Linked DNA regions of Zea mays: regions 1 and 3 are each linked to region 2. The links are chromatin contacts, called in public Hi-C maps. All regions are on one chromosome and are shown on one strand. Each heading gives the region's core, a stretch centred on a gene start, on an enhancer-like site or on the middle of the called end of the contact. The rest is flanking DNA. Distances are from core to core; before and after follow the strand shown. Region 1 holds the start of LOC100276698. Region 2 holds the start of LOC100217184 (Gamma carbonic anhydrase 1 mitochondrial). Region 3 holds the start of LOC542418 (beta-5 tubulin).

Region 1 (4,434 bases), core at 1,666-4,165, 140 kb after region 2:
CAGGTGGAGAATCCAAGCTCGACAATGGTAGCCAATCGTCTGCTCGTCTGCACCAGGTGGACACTCCCCAAAAGCCTACCTAAGCCAGGTGAGTGGGACTCCGGTGTTGTGGCTACCTCATAGGTCATCAGGAAGCAGTCTCCCAAGGAAGGCCTCCACCCTCTGCCTCCAACCACCTGGTGCTGCCTGACCGGTCACTAGACGACCCATAATGCTGAGACCAAGAATCTTCTGGCAATCTTCCAGCGTCACAGTCATCTCACCGTAGGGAAGGTGGAAAGTGTGAGTCTCTGGCCGCCACCTATTGGAAGACAAATGAATACAAAATCATTAGTATGCAAAGTAGATGTGATTATTGTAAAAGTTAAACAAATATAGAAGTATTTACCTGTCGACCAGAGCCGTCAACGCCGCTGGGTTGAAAGTGGGCAGTCCACGGCGAACCTGGAACGATACGACGTCCAAGCCATCCCTCTATAGGAGAGGAGTGTACCTGTCATCATACCTCATCTCCTCCAGAAGCCATCGTCTCAGTGTAGGCAGGTCCTTGAAAAGTAAGCCTACCTTAATCTCAATGCTATCGACGTTATTCGGAGCCTCTAGCAGTTCATCATCACGTCCTTCTGCATATGCACCGGTGGAATGACTTAGACTGCTAAATTCATGTACTGCAGGGTCACGCTCGGGACACAAACATCTTATGAGTTCAATTTCTTGCTCGGTCATTTCTTGAACCGGACGGTCATCATCAAAATCTAAGGCCCGTGCAGCCTCATATGGCTCCTCCTCATCCTCAATCTGAACATCAACACTATTTGATGCCCTGCATATGTTTTCCATATTGTATGATACAGGCACATCAAGATAAGCACCATTATCTAGTAGTGGAGATCCTGCATCGCGTCGAAGGAGGAAATACTACATTAAAAAGTCTAATCAAACGAAATAACGATGGATACGAACAACGTGTTCAAGACACTTACTAGGATGATCCTGAATTGGATCCTAGGTCAATGGGATCTCCTGGGGGGTTACCACCGGATTAGAAGCCCCACATACGTCGTGAAGACGACGAGAAATCTCATACTCGTTCGGGCTCGATTGAGCATCGGCACAACAACCACTTCTTCCGGAAGCTCTAGCAAAGGAGCTTCAATACGAGATGCATTTGGCATTTGTGGAGACAACCCGACTGGAGCATCGCAATGACTAACAGATAACTTTCGAACAACCACATCCAAACATGGTGGAACAATCGTCTTCACAATTCTGACATATCTCACCCAATCATCTTCTGAGGCAATGGAGATCAACCGTCGGACAACTATCCCAGATGTAATATGGGTCAACAAACCCTGAACTCCTCACAAGCTCGAGCGAAAATCTGGGCAAAAGAGGGTCTTTCATTGAACATCATGGTCACGTTCTTCATACCATAAAAACTAGCATTCCCATAAACATCTGTCTCCACGCTTCCTCCATGGTATAGTGTCACTAGGGTGTCCATCTATTGCAAACATGGATTACTAACTCAATAATGCCAAGGTACTGAAGCCTAAATACTTACTAAGTAATAAATAAATAATAACTAGTTATTAACTACTAACTATATAGTACATATTAAACGAAATTATATAATCTATGAATAATGTACGAAAACAATGTATACCTGAGATCGCGTACGAGTCAAGCTAACGGTGACGAAGGTAGTCGGAAGGACACATATGTACAAAAAAACTACTGTCAATAAAAATTCGGCAGCACCTCCCCTATAAAGTGAGGTTTCTAAAACCTGCAAAGAAACGACAACGTGATGGTTGCCAACACACAAAACATCACGACAACTACATAATAAACAAATGCTAACCATATGATAAACAATGTAACAGTCAAAATCTCACGTCGGCCTTATTCCTCTATATGTTTGGTGTATATATCTTTAAAACAATACTCTCTTGTAAAAAATGTAACTATGAATTACGTTGTAACTATGAATCAATTATGAATTAACTATGAATTAATTATGAATTAACTATAAATTATATGTAACTATGAACTTTGTGGGGATGCACAATTACCACTCGCGGCGGCGGGGAACTCGCGGCGGCGGGGAACTCGCGGCGGGGAGCTCGGGGAGGACGACACGCATCGACGAGGGGCGGCGGGGAGCTCGTGGAGGACGGCTCGCGGCGACGAGGAGCTCGCAGAGCAAGCACGAGGGGGTGGGGCGGGCGGAACTCGCGGCGCGGAGGAGGTCACAGGGGCGGCGGGCCGCGCGGAGGAGCGACCGGCGGCGGGGGGGGGGCGCGGAGGACGACGCGGTGGCGATGGGGACCTCGCTGCGGCGGCGGGGCTGGCAGAGGCTGCGGCGGCGAGGCTCGCGGCTGCGGGGCCGGCGGTGAGAAGAGGCGGCGCGGGCAGAACAACGCGGTGAAGGAACAGAGAACATAAACGCGGTGAAGAAACGGACCGTGCGGCTAAATCCTAGCTCGGCGCCAAGATCTATGGCGCTGAGCTAGGTGCCCACGCAGGCTAACACGTCAGCCGTGGTCGCCAGCGCCACATCAGCGCTCGGCGCCATAGACCATGGCGCCGACCTGTGTTACCTCGGTGCCATGGGCTCTAGCGCCGAGCAAAGGGTACAAAAATGACATTAATTTTTTTTAGGATCCAAACGTGATTTTTTTCCCATGAAAGGGCCAAAATACAAAAAAATCGGACAATTACATTTGCCATGATCCGAATTTCATTTTATTGGCCAAAATTTGTTTTTTGTATTTTATATTTTGAATCGAAATCTATTTAAAATCCGAACGAAATCTATTTGTCGGCTAGTAGCGAAAACAAAAAAAAATAGCGAGAAAATAAACCGTGGGTATTTCTAAACCCGATATCCATCAGTCAACTGTCAATACGTGGATGGGCGGAGTGGGGAGGAAGAAGGCACAGGAGGTTGGGTTGGAATTGGATGGGAACGCCGGAACGGCACCGATTCCTCTCCGCAGCAGCACAAGGCCCCGTGCGGCCGTGCCGGCTTCCCCTGCCCCCCGTCTCTCTCTCCTCCATCTCCTTGCTGACACCTTTGCGTGCCCTGTGGTTCTGATCCGATCTATCCATCATCCAAGGCCGCCTCCATCCTGTCCCTGCTTCTCGCGCGCGCATGCACGCTAGGAGGGAGGATAGGAATGGCGACGGAGGTAAACCGGGACGCCAACGCTGACGACCCTCCTCTGCCGCAACCGGCCCCTTCCCCGTCGTCGGAGGGGAAGGATGCCAACAACATCAGGGACAGGGTATCCTTCTCGTCGTCCTCCTCCAGAGCGGCCCGCCCTTCGTGCTGGGGAAGCATCAGAATCATTCATCGGTTTGGCCGGATCCGGAGCCGGAGCCTGAGCAGAATGGGCAGCGACGAGCACGACACGCGCGCAAGCCTCGGGGGTCGTGGGCGCCGCTGCGGTTGCGGTTGCGTTTGCAGCGGCGGCAAGGCGGGTGCAGCGGTCGGGCCGACGAGGTCCCTCCTCCAGCGCAACGATTTCTACTGCGACGATTGCAACACGCACGCGTAGGAGACGTCCCTTCAGCTTTCTGCTGCTTCATCAGATTTTGCCCATGGTGTATGTTGTGCATCTGAATCTGATCAGGAGCGATTCAAGTTTTGTAGTGCTTCATCATTTTAGATAGCCGGTGTTTTCGCTATACTGTTTCAGTTACGTATTTGTTGCCTGAAATGTCCGTAGTAGCAATCATTTAGGCAGATCAGTTTATCCTAGAACATGAACAACTAAGAACTGTTTGATTCCTTTAGTCATCTGACTAAACTTTAGTTTAATCACTAAAATAACTCGTTTGGTTTCAGTGACTAAACTTGACTAAAAAACATTAATTGAAGTGAATAATAATTGCTTTACCTCTATTAATTAGTGGATGTCTGCTGCACTAAGAAAGAGAAGAGGACAAGTGAGATAAAAATACTTCTTTAGTCTCTTTTAGTCACCTCCTTAGTGACTAGATAACTTAATTTTAGTCATTCCACTTTAGTCATCATATTTGCTTCTTCAGGGACTAAAAGTGACTAAATTTTAGTTGCCCCCAAACCAAAAGAGAACTCTGCTACAGAATAAGGCTTGAAGATCTCGTAGTGGTGATTAATTGAAGGAAAAATAAACAGATCCAAGCTATGTATATTATAAGGAGATTGGCATGAAACAGATAACAAGTGACTGATGCAAAGAATCGATTCCTACCCACTAGCACGAAAAGGCTTCTACTCGGGGTACTTCGATTACAATGACAGCTGAAATAATAACTCATACAGAACTGGACAAATCTACTCTACTTTTCCAAGTCTCTGGAGACAATCAAAAGAATGTGGATCAGTAGCAAACCCCATCCCGGTGGTGTGGGGAAGTATAATCTAATCCAAGTAACCTTTCA
Region 2 (4,443 bases), core at 1,300-3,799:
AAGCAACCTTTGTACTTACCTTATGCAAACTAGTTCAATTCTGCACTTTTATATTTGCTTTGGTTTGTGTTGGCATCAATCACCAAAAAGGGGGAGATTGAAAGGGAAATAGGCTTACACCTTTTCCTATATGAATTTTGGTGGTTGAATTGCCCAACACAAAAAAATTGGACTAACTAGTTTGCTCTAGATTATAAGTTTTATAGGTGCCAAAGGTTCACAACAAACCAATAAAAAGACCAAGAAAGGGTTCAAATAAAAAGAGCAAAAGACAACCCAAAGGCAGCCGTGGTCTGGCGCACCGGACTGTCCGGTGCACCACCGAACAGTGTCCGGTGCACCAGGGAATTCCAGTCTGAACTTGTCACCTTCGGGAATTCTAGGAGTCGCTCCGCTATAATTCACCGGACTGTCCGGTGTAGCACCGGACTGTCCGGTGTGCCAGCGGAGTAACGGCTACACAGCGCCAACGGTCGTCTGCAACGGTACAGTAAAAGTGAACAGTACGTGCCTGCGCGCGCAGAAGTCAGAGCAGCGCCAGAAGGCGCACCGGACAGTGAATAGTGCCTGTCCGGTGGCCAAGAAGTCAGAAGCTCCAACGGTCGAACCCTAACGGTCGGGTGACGTGGCTGGCATACCAGACAGTGTCCGATGGCGCACCGGACTGTCCGGTGCACCATACGACAGCAGCCTCCACCAATAGTCAACTTGGTGGTTGGGGCTATAAATACCCCCAACCACCACACTTCAATGCATCCAAGTTTTCAACCATCAAACCTCATACAAGAGCTCTAGACTTCATTCCAAGACACAAACAAAGAGATCAAATCCTCTCCCAAGTCCAAAGATCATTCCAATTAAATAGTGACTAGCGAGAGAGACAATTGTGTTCATTTGAGTTCTTGCGCTTGGATTGCTTTTCTTCTTCCTTCTTTCTTGTGTTCAACTCACTTGTAATCAAAACAAGAGACACCAAGTTGTGGTGGTCCTTGTAGTGGACTTAGTGTCCCATTTGATTGAAGAGAAAGGCTCACTCGGTCTAGGTGACCGTTTGAGAGAGGGAAAGGGTTGAAAGAGACTCGGTCTTTGTGACCACCTCAACGGAGAGTAGGTTTGCAAGAACCGAACCTCGGTAAAACAAATCATCGTGTCATCCGCTTTCATTTGCTTGTGATTTGTTTTCACCCTCTCCTTTGGACTCGTTTATATTTCTAACGCTAACCCCGGCTTGTAGTGTGTGTTTAAGTTTATAAAATTCAGATTTGCCTATTCACCCCCCCTCTAAGCGACTTTCACAGGGGTTGGACGAGATGGAACCGTGAGACGGAGGCGCTCGTCTCCTAGACCCACGTGGGGTCGGGAGTTGGGTGGACGAAGGAACATTTGTTGTTGGTGCCTGAGGCTAGGTTCAGACGAGGCATGGTCGGCCTTGTGGAGTATATACAATATTCAATCGTTTGAACACTCGTCGCCTCTCGTTGATTCCGTGCCACGTCATACCTGTGGTATTCGCCCTCAACAATAAGTCATGACTAATTTGCGAAACAAATATATTGAGTTTAACTAATCCATGATTTGACCATATTTTGCTACGGTAAAATGCACTAATCATAGATTAATTAGACTCAATAGATTTGTCTCGCGAATTAGCCATGACTTATACAATTAGTTCTATAATGTAGTGCATGTTTATCCTTCCTAATGGCATCAAAAACCTGTACTAAACTTTAGGCTCTGTTCTAAACCTCTAGAGCTAATTGTTAGTCAACTAATAAGTTGTTAGCCGGGTTTGAACAATTAACAACTAATAACTATTCGATAGGTATAGACAAGCTAGTTTATTTGTTGTACCGTTCTAAATCTTTTAGCTAATTTTAGCTGCTAACTCTTAGTTTTAGAGATTTAGAACCCTTAATCTAGAGGATCTAAACATCTCCTTGTTTAGTTACAAGTGGATTGAAGCGAAAGGACCTCTAGCGTAATGGTTAAAACTTCCGAGTAGCACCTCCAGGTCTCGATTTCGATCACCCTCGGGGACGATTTTTTGACTTGGTTTAAAAATCTCCTCATTGTGCATCACTCGCTTTCGGTTTACGTCTCTGCGCGCCACCTTTCGGCTGGGCCGTTGTAGAGTGGGCGGTGACAACCCGCTAGCGATGGGGATCAGGGTTCAGGGATTTTCTCGGTCCGGATCATGTTCCGGTCTTTCTTAATAATCGGGATGACGGTCTTTCCCTCCCTTGTCTAACAAAATGACTGGTCAAAATGAATAGAAAGAGATTAGTATATAAATAATATAATCTATAGTACAAATTTTCTATTTTAAACTTTATTATATAAATAATGTAATCCATAGTATGATTTTTTTATTTTACATCCCATGCTACCGAACAAGGTTTTTTTTTAAGTTTTGATATTTCGGGGAAAACAAAAAAACCTAATGTAGGGGGTTCGTGGTTTTTTTTCAACGTCACACATTTCTGAATTCACTTTCTGCAGAGGGGGCAAAAGGGTAAAGTTCTTCTACCACCGAGCGAACCCCAGCACACCAGGTCCAGTGCCCAGCCTCCGTCCCTCTCCTTCCCTTACCTCGCCTCGTCTCCTCTCCTTGAGATCTCCAGGGTACGAGCGCATTCGCGATTTTGGCCGCCTCCGCCGCCGTCCGGGGAGATGGCGGGTCTGGGAAAGGCGATGTACGCGGTGGGGTTCTGGATCCGGGAGACTGGCCAGGCCCTCGACCGCCTGGGCTGCCGCCTGCAGGGCAAGTACTTCTTCCACGAGCAGAGTAAGTAACGCCGCGCTCCGGCACACCCTGTCCTCCTCTAAAATCACCCTCCCGTGTCCATCGATTAGCGGAGCACTGCGGGCGTAGAGGGGATTCGAGCGGCCGAAAGGATTGAGCGAATGGGGATTGCTGGGTAGGGTTAGTAGCGGTTAGGGAAATGTTATGTTTATGCGTCCGGCCCGTAAGTCCCCTATTCAAGAAGGGTAGCCTGGTTCACTCGAGTATTGTCTACAGTTTTGTGTTGTTAGCTTATTGCGCACTGATTTGAGCTGAAATGGACCTGCTCTTTTGTTCATTTTTTCACTGGTGTTGCACTGAGGCTGATGGTATTAAGTGTAAAAGAATTGATAAGATTGATGATTGAGTATGCCAACGATACCTTTACGAATTGTGGATCATTCTTTGGTAGCATTGGGTTTTGTAAGGTGGTGTGAAATTTGTAGGCCTAGAAGTACGCAGGATGTCAAATTGCTTTGTTGATCATTTCAGTGATGATATTAAGTTGAGTATCTATAGTACTATCCCTTGTTTGTGTATACCAGACAAGTTTGAAACTGGACAGAAAGTCTCTCTCCAAAATGTGAATATAGTACTATTACTCCCTCTATGGACTATGGGGTTTTATCAGGTCTTGTCAAAGTCTTTCTGTGTCAGAGAATGCGAATTGACCTGATTGTCTCCATTTAGACCTGTTTCTACGTAAGTAGATGTAGATCTGGTTCAGTGGCAGCATGGGAATGTTTATTTCATGAGTTGCTGGGACTTCAATAATAGATTTTCAAGAATACTCATCTCAAACTTATTCTTTTGGGAATCATTCAAGTGGAATTAAACCTTTTTAGGTTCTGTTAGTTTTCTGTTTTCTTCTTATTTTTCTACCTAATCTTGTATGTGCATGTTAGCTTCTTTGCACAGGAAAATACATTGTTAAACCAGATGATTTTGAGCAGTCTGCCATCTAGCTGGACCCTTGGAACCTCTCTTCAGCTATAACTCTTGTTGTAGAACCTATGATTTGAATCTAGGATGTTAGGGGCAGAACGATGCACATTCTCACCCCAGTAACCATGGAGCATGGTTGTCTTATTTCCTTCGTAGGAAATTCATCCACAAAAAATTTAAAGTCATACATTTTACCCCCTTTTTCTAAATGTCATTTTTGTATGAAGATGGTCCAACCGGTGTACCAATGAGCTAGGAGACTAGGACAGTTACCCGTTCATGGACAATTCTGGCTCTAATATAATAAGTAATAACTACCATTTTGGGGGGGGGGGGGGCTTATTGAGGAAACTGAAAGTACAAGAACTGTTTCCCATGGCATAATTTTGTCCTCTACTTATCTTGGAACTAGCTACTCTCACAGGGTGCTTCATGCTGCAAATATGTGGTGCATTGGGCTGGGCGGCTGGCTAAGAATCATATATGCTAAAAAATATTGCAAGTATGCCTAACTATGTATTGCAATATATAGTTTTAATGTATATTGAATGTTGATAACATGGTTATGCTACCTATAATGAAAGCATGCAGCAAGAACTCTGTGGAAAGAGGAATCCCATGATTTAATGGGTTTGCAATTGATATATCTGCCTTTAACTATTCTATCACGTGTCTTACTGTCACAATCCTGCCCGTGAGGGCGGGCTGTAAAGGAT
Region 3 (4,533 bases), core at 1,763-4,262, 210 kb before region 2:
AAAGTACTACTACATACCGCATAACTTGAGCGAATACAACAAGCAAACCATAGGCAAGCCCCGGAATGAAAGGAAACAAGGGTACAAATGTGGCAGGGCCCAAACCACCCTTACTCGTCTTGGATGGCCTCCTCGTCCTCGTATTCCGCCTCCTCATCAGCAGTGGCATCCTGGTACTGCTGGTACTCGGACACCAGATCGTTCATGTTGCTCTCAGCTTCGGTGAACTCCATCTCATCCATGCCCTCACCAGTGTACCAATGCAAGAAAGCCTTCCTCCTGAACATAGCAGTGAACTGCTCGCTCACACGGCGGAACATCTCCTGGATGGACGTGGAGTTGCCAATGAAGGTGGAGGCCATGGAGAGGCCACGCGGAGGGATATCACAAACACTGGACTTGACGTTGTTGGGGATCCACTCCACAAAATAGGACGAGTTCTTGTTCTGGACATTAATCATTTGCTCATCAACCTCCTTAGTGCTCATCTTGCCACGGAACATGGCAGAGGCTGTGAGATAACGACCATGGCGTGGGTCAGCAGCACACATCATGTTCTTGGCATCCCACATCTGCTGGGTTAGCTCAGGGACAGTGAGCGCACGGTACTGCTGCGAGCCACGCGAGGTGAGTGGCGCAAAGCCAACCATGAAGAAGTGGAGCCGAGGGAACGGGATCAGGTTGACTGCAAGCTTGCGCAGGTCAGAGTTAAGCTGTCCTGGGAAGCGGAGGCAGCAAGTGACACCACTCATCGTTGCACTGATCAAGTGGTTCAAGTCTCCAACTGTTCAGAAACAAAATGTCAGAAGTATTCAAGAATTTCAAAATACTAAATGACAACATGGTTTCTATAAACAATAAGCAAAATCATTGATTGAAATCTGGTACAGATCAAATGACAGCTTGTTTTTTTATTTATTTCGGCAGCCATGTATATCTAATCTGCTAACAATACGAATAAATAAAAGCTCAATGAAATTATTGGGCAAAAATATATTGTGGCAAAGCCATCATAGGAATATAAATCTTGTGACAATGCATATCGCAAATAACACATTTTGAAAACAGGAAAATTAAACTTGAGCTTAAATCAACTTACAGCTAGGGGTCGTCAGCTTCAGAGTTCGGAAGCAAATGTCATAAAGTGCTTCGTTGTCAAGAACCATGCATTCATCAGCGTTCTCAACCAACTGATGGACAGACAGGGTTGCATTGTATGGCTCAACAACAGTGTCTGACACCTTGGGCGAGGGAAAGACAGAAAATGTCAGCATCATCCGATCAGGGTACTCCTCTCTGATCTTTGAAATGAGAAGCGTGCCCATTCCAGATCCAGTGCCTCCTCCAAGGGAATGGCAGACTTGGAAGCCTGATTACAGCAAGTTAAGAAAAATAGTGAGACTAAGGACACCTGAATGTTACCATCATAGTAAACCTGTGCACAAACCAAATAGAGACAACCTAAATTTGTTCTCTCACAAAAGAGAAGGGCAATGTGTGGTCCAATATCACATAAGAAAATACCTATTGCGGGTGTCAATCACATATCCCTCATGACACTTTTGAAGTCTTTCATATATGAAATCAATCAAACAGGGTCAGACTATAAACAATATGTGTAGAAAACCTAATCCTTGTCGATGCAGTTCATTTGTAGTTAAAACTAATACAAATCAATATTGGTGAAGAAACTCATGTGCCATGTGACTGCAGTTAACAGTAAAAATAACAATCTGGTGGCCTAAAATGATGAATCCTACAAGTACCGTAGGACAAGGGATAAATGGGCAATTATATTCAACAATATAGAATACAAAGGCTTATCAGATGCAAATACTGGCCAACAACCAAGTGACCACCAATTAGAAGTAGAATAGAAAGCAAGCATGCTTGTGGCTAAATAATCGTGCCTTCCAAGAGTAATAACAGCATAAAGTTGAGTGCTCTCATCACATCTAACACACATCAGAGCAATCACATAAGCATAATTAACAGTACACTTTCAGGTCAAAAGGCAAACAACAGCAAGCATTTCAGTATGATAAAAACGAAATGAACCTTGGAGGCAGTCGCAGTTCTCAGCCTCCTTTCTGACAACGTCAAGCACGGAGTCAATGAGCTCTGCGCCCTCTGTGTAGTGGCCCTTGGCCCAGTTGTTCCCCGCGCCAGACTGTCCGAAGACAAAGTTGTCGGGGCGGAAGATCTGGCCGTACGGTCCGGTGCGGACGCTGTCCATGGTGCCAGGCTCGAGGTCCATGAGCACAGCGCGCGGCACGAAGCGGCCGCATGAGGCCTCGTTGTAGTAGACATTGACGCGCTCGAGCTGGAGGTCGGAGGTGCCGACATAGCGTCCGGTGGGATCGATACCATGCTCGTCGCAGACGACCTCCCAGAACTTGGAACCGATCTGGTTACCGCACTGGCCGCCCTGGATGTGGAGAATCTCCCTCATGGCTGGATCTAAGGCCGGTAGCTGCAGGTGGGAGGGGAGCTGAAGGGTGGTTAGAAGCGAGAAAATGATGGGGACATTGCTCCCAAACAGGAGTGGAGAACCAGATCCATGGAGGAATAACAAGCACCAGCACAGAAACCAATCAAATCCGGGAAAAACAGGGAAATGAGGAACAGCTTGAGATCTACCTGAAATTCTACGAACAAAACCAAAACACCCAAATCCCGAAATAGGAACCGAGAACTTCTAGGATCCCGAAATGGCAACAGGATTCATGATTTGACAATCAAACGCCGAACCTAAATTTGGAGTGGTGCAGATCTAAGCAAACCGCAACACCCAACAAAACCTAACACCACCGGCGAATACATCGACGCAAACCTAGCCCCAAAATTCAAACCTAACAAAACGGAACCTAAAAAACGAAATCAGCTACCACCAGACATAAATCCCCCACGCGGACACTAAACATAATCCGAATTAGACGCAAGCAACAAGGATTCCACGCCGCATTTTTACCTCACAGAAGCGAGTCGGCCGTCCAGAATAGGGAGAGCGAGGAGAGGAAGGTGGTGTGGTAAATGAAATGAGCGAGTGCCCAGAAAGGGGGCGGATTTTATAGTGGGCGCGGGGGGGCTAGGGCACCGGATCGGGCGGCCCAGTCGCGTTCCCTCCAAAGCACCGTCGGCCGCCGGGGTCATCCGATCGTTCCCATCAGACGGCCGGCAGCGTCCGGTTCGAAAACGGCCCGTTGGGCACTTGGATTTTGAAATTTTTCGGGTGTCCGCTTCCCGGCCAGGAAAATGACGGTGTTGCCCGGGCGCGTCTCGACGTTTGTTTGCTTCTGGTTTGCCGGCGTGGGAGTAGGGATGGCAATTTTACCCGCGGGTTCGGATATCCGCTGGATATCCGACCCGTCAGGTTCGGTTTCGGGTACAATATTTCACCCGCGGGTCTTACCTGTACCCGACCCGAGGTAACATCGGGTCGGGTTCGGATACTGTACTTTACCCGCGGGTCCTCCGTGGATATCCGAAAATATGTAAATATGAGCCAATTATAGCCCAACTGTAGGCCCAACTTCAACTAGCCTAGCCCGCATAGGCACAGTCGGCCAGCCGCACTCCGTCTCTAACCTAGGGCAGGCCATCGGCGGATCAGCCACACCTCAGTCCCTCGACCTGTGACCTGCCCAGGCACCCACTGCCGCCAACCTCGAACGGTCTCACTGAGCCTGGAGCCGCTGACTCACCCAGTCGCCTTGGGTCCATTTCGCACTTGCTGGTCCGCACGGTCAGGAGCACGAGCACGCCCGCACGGCAGCAGGCAACAGCCAGATGACACCCAGCCAGACGGCAACAGTCGCAAGGACAGCCAGCTCACAACACATGTGTAGTAGTTTGATTTATTTGTATATGATATATTAGTGTAAAGTCTAAACGCTATGTCAAATGTGATTTTATGTAGCTATATATGAGTGTCAACAAAGAGTTATGTGTCCCTATGTAGCAGTTTGATTTTTTGTGTAAAGTGTAATTATACCCGCGGGTATCCGATACCCGCCCGATACCCGATAGGTACGGGCACGGGTACAAAATCCTACCCGCGGGTATAGTCACGGGCGGGTATAAGTAATGCCCACGGGTATTGTCGCGGGCGGGTATTTACCATACCCGATCCGAACCCGACTCGTTGCCATCCCTACGTGGGAGTATGGGCTGTCTCGTTCTGTGTACATCAGTACATGGCAATTCTTTTTCCCGCGTACATCAGGCCAGCGGTCAATCCCGCTAGCTTCGGAAATAGAGTTAGGTTATAAGAGCGTTTCCAACAACACTCTATATACGTATATGTATACTAAATTTAGAGAACGGTGACGTATATAATCCCTCAAAAAGTGTGATTTGGTACTTCGGTTACGACAAGACAACCGAGGGCGTAACAAGCTCACTCCTCCCTGAAAGGACCCTTCATCATCGCCAAGATGCTAAAGCCAGGGACGTGCAAGCTCTGCAACGAGGAAGGAAAAGTCTACAGCAATGCATAGAAAATAGAACAGCTATATCGCTTATATCCTTAGG

The links. Hi-C and Micro-C count contacts between places; a contact is called where the count stands out from the background.
Region 1: a contact with region 2 is called in a Hi-C map of leaf, with 6 times the contacts expected there. The contact joins the promoter of LOC100276698 here to the promoter of LOC100217184 in region 2. A contact is called at or near these places in 7 of 25 Hi-C or Micro-C datasets (bundle sheath, ear, leaf and 1 more).
Region 3: a Hi-C map of ear shows a contact between it and region 2, with 2.7 times the contacts expected there. The contact joins the promoter of LOC542418 here to the promoter of LOC100217184 in region 2. A contact is called at or near these places in 2 of 25 Hi-C or Micro-C datasets (ear and leaf).

What each region holds. Positions count from the first base shown.
Region 1 is chr3:48,507,972-48,512,405 of Zm-B73-REFERENCE-NAM-5.0, forward strand. LOC100276698 reads left to right here and starts at 2,916. Exons shown (of 1, transcript NM_001150425.2): 1 at 2,916-3,779. The coding sequence starts at 3,186. The coding sequence ends at 3,566.
Region 2 is chr3:48,365,413-48,369,855 of Zm-B73-REFERENCE-NAM-5.0, forward strand. It overlaps LOC100217184 (Gamma carbonic anhydrase 1 mitochondrial), which reads left to right and starts at 2,550. Exons shown (of 4, transcript NM_001143544.1): 1 at 2,550-2,785. The coding sequence starts at 2,671.
Region 3 is chr3:48,156,416-48,160,948 of Zm-B73-REFERENCE-NAM-5.0, forward strand. LOC542418 (beta-5 tubulin) reads right to left here and starts at 3,013. Exons shown (of 4, transcript NM_001111988.1): 1 at 2,972-3,013; 2 at 2,059-2,473; 3 at 1,100-1,369; 4 at 1-784. The coding sequence starts at 2,452. The coding sequence ends at 111.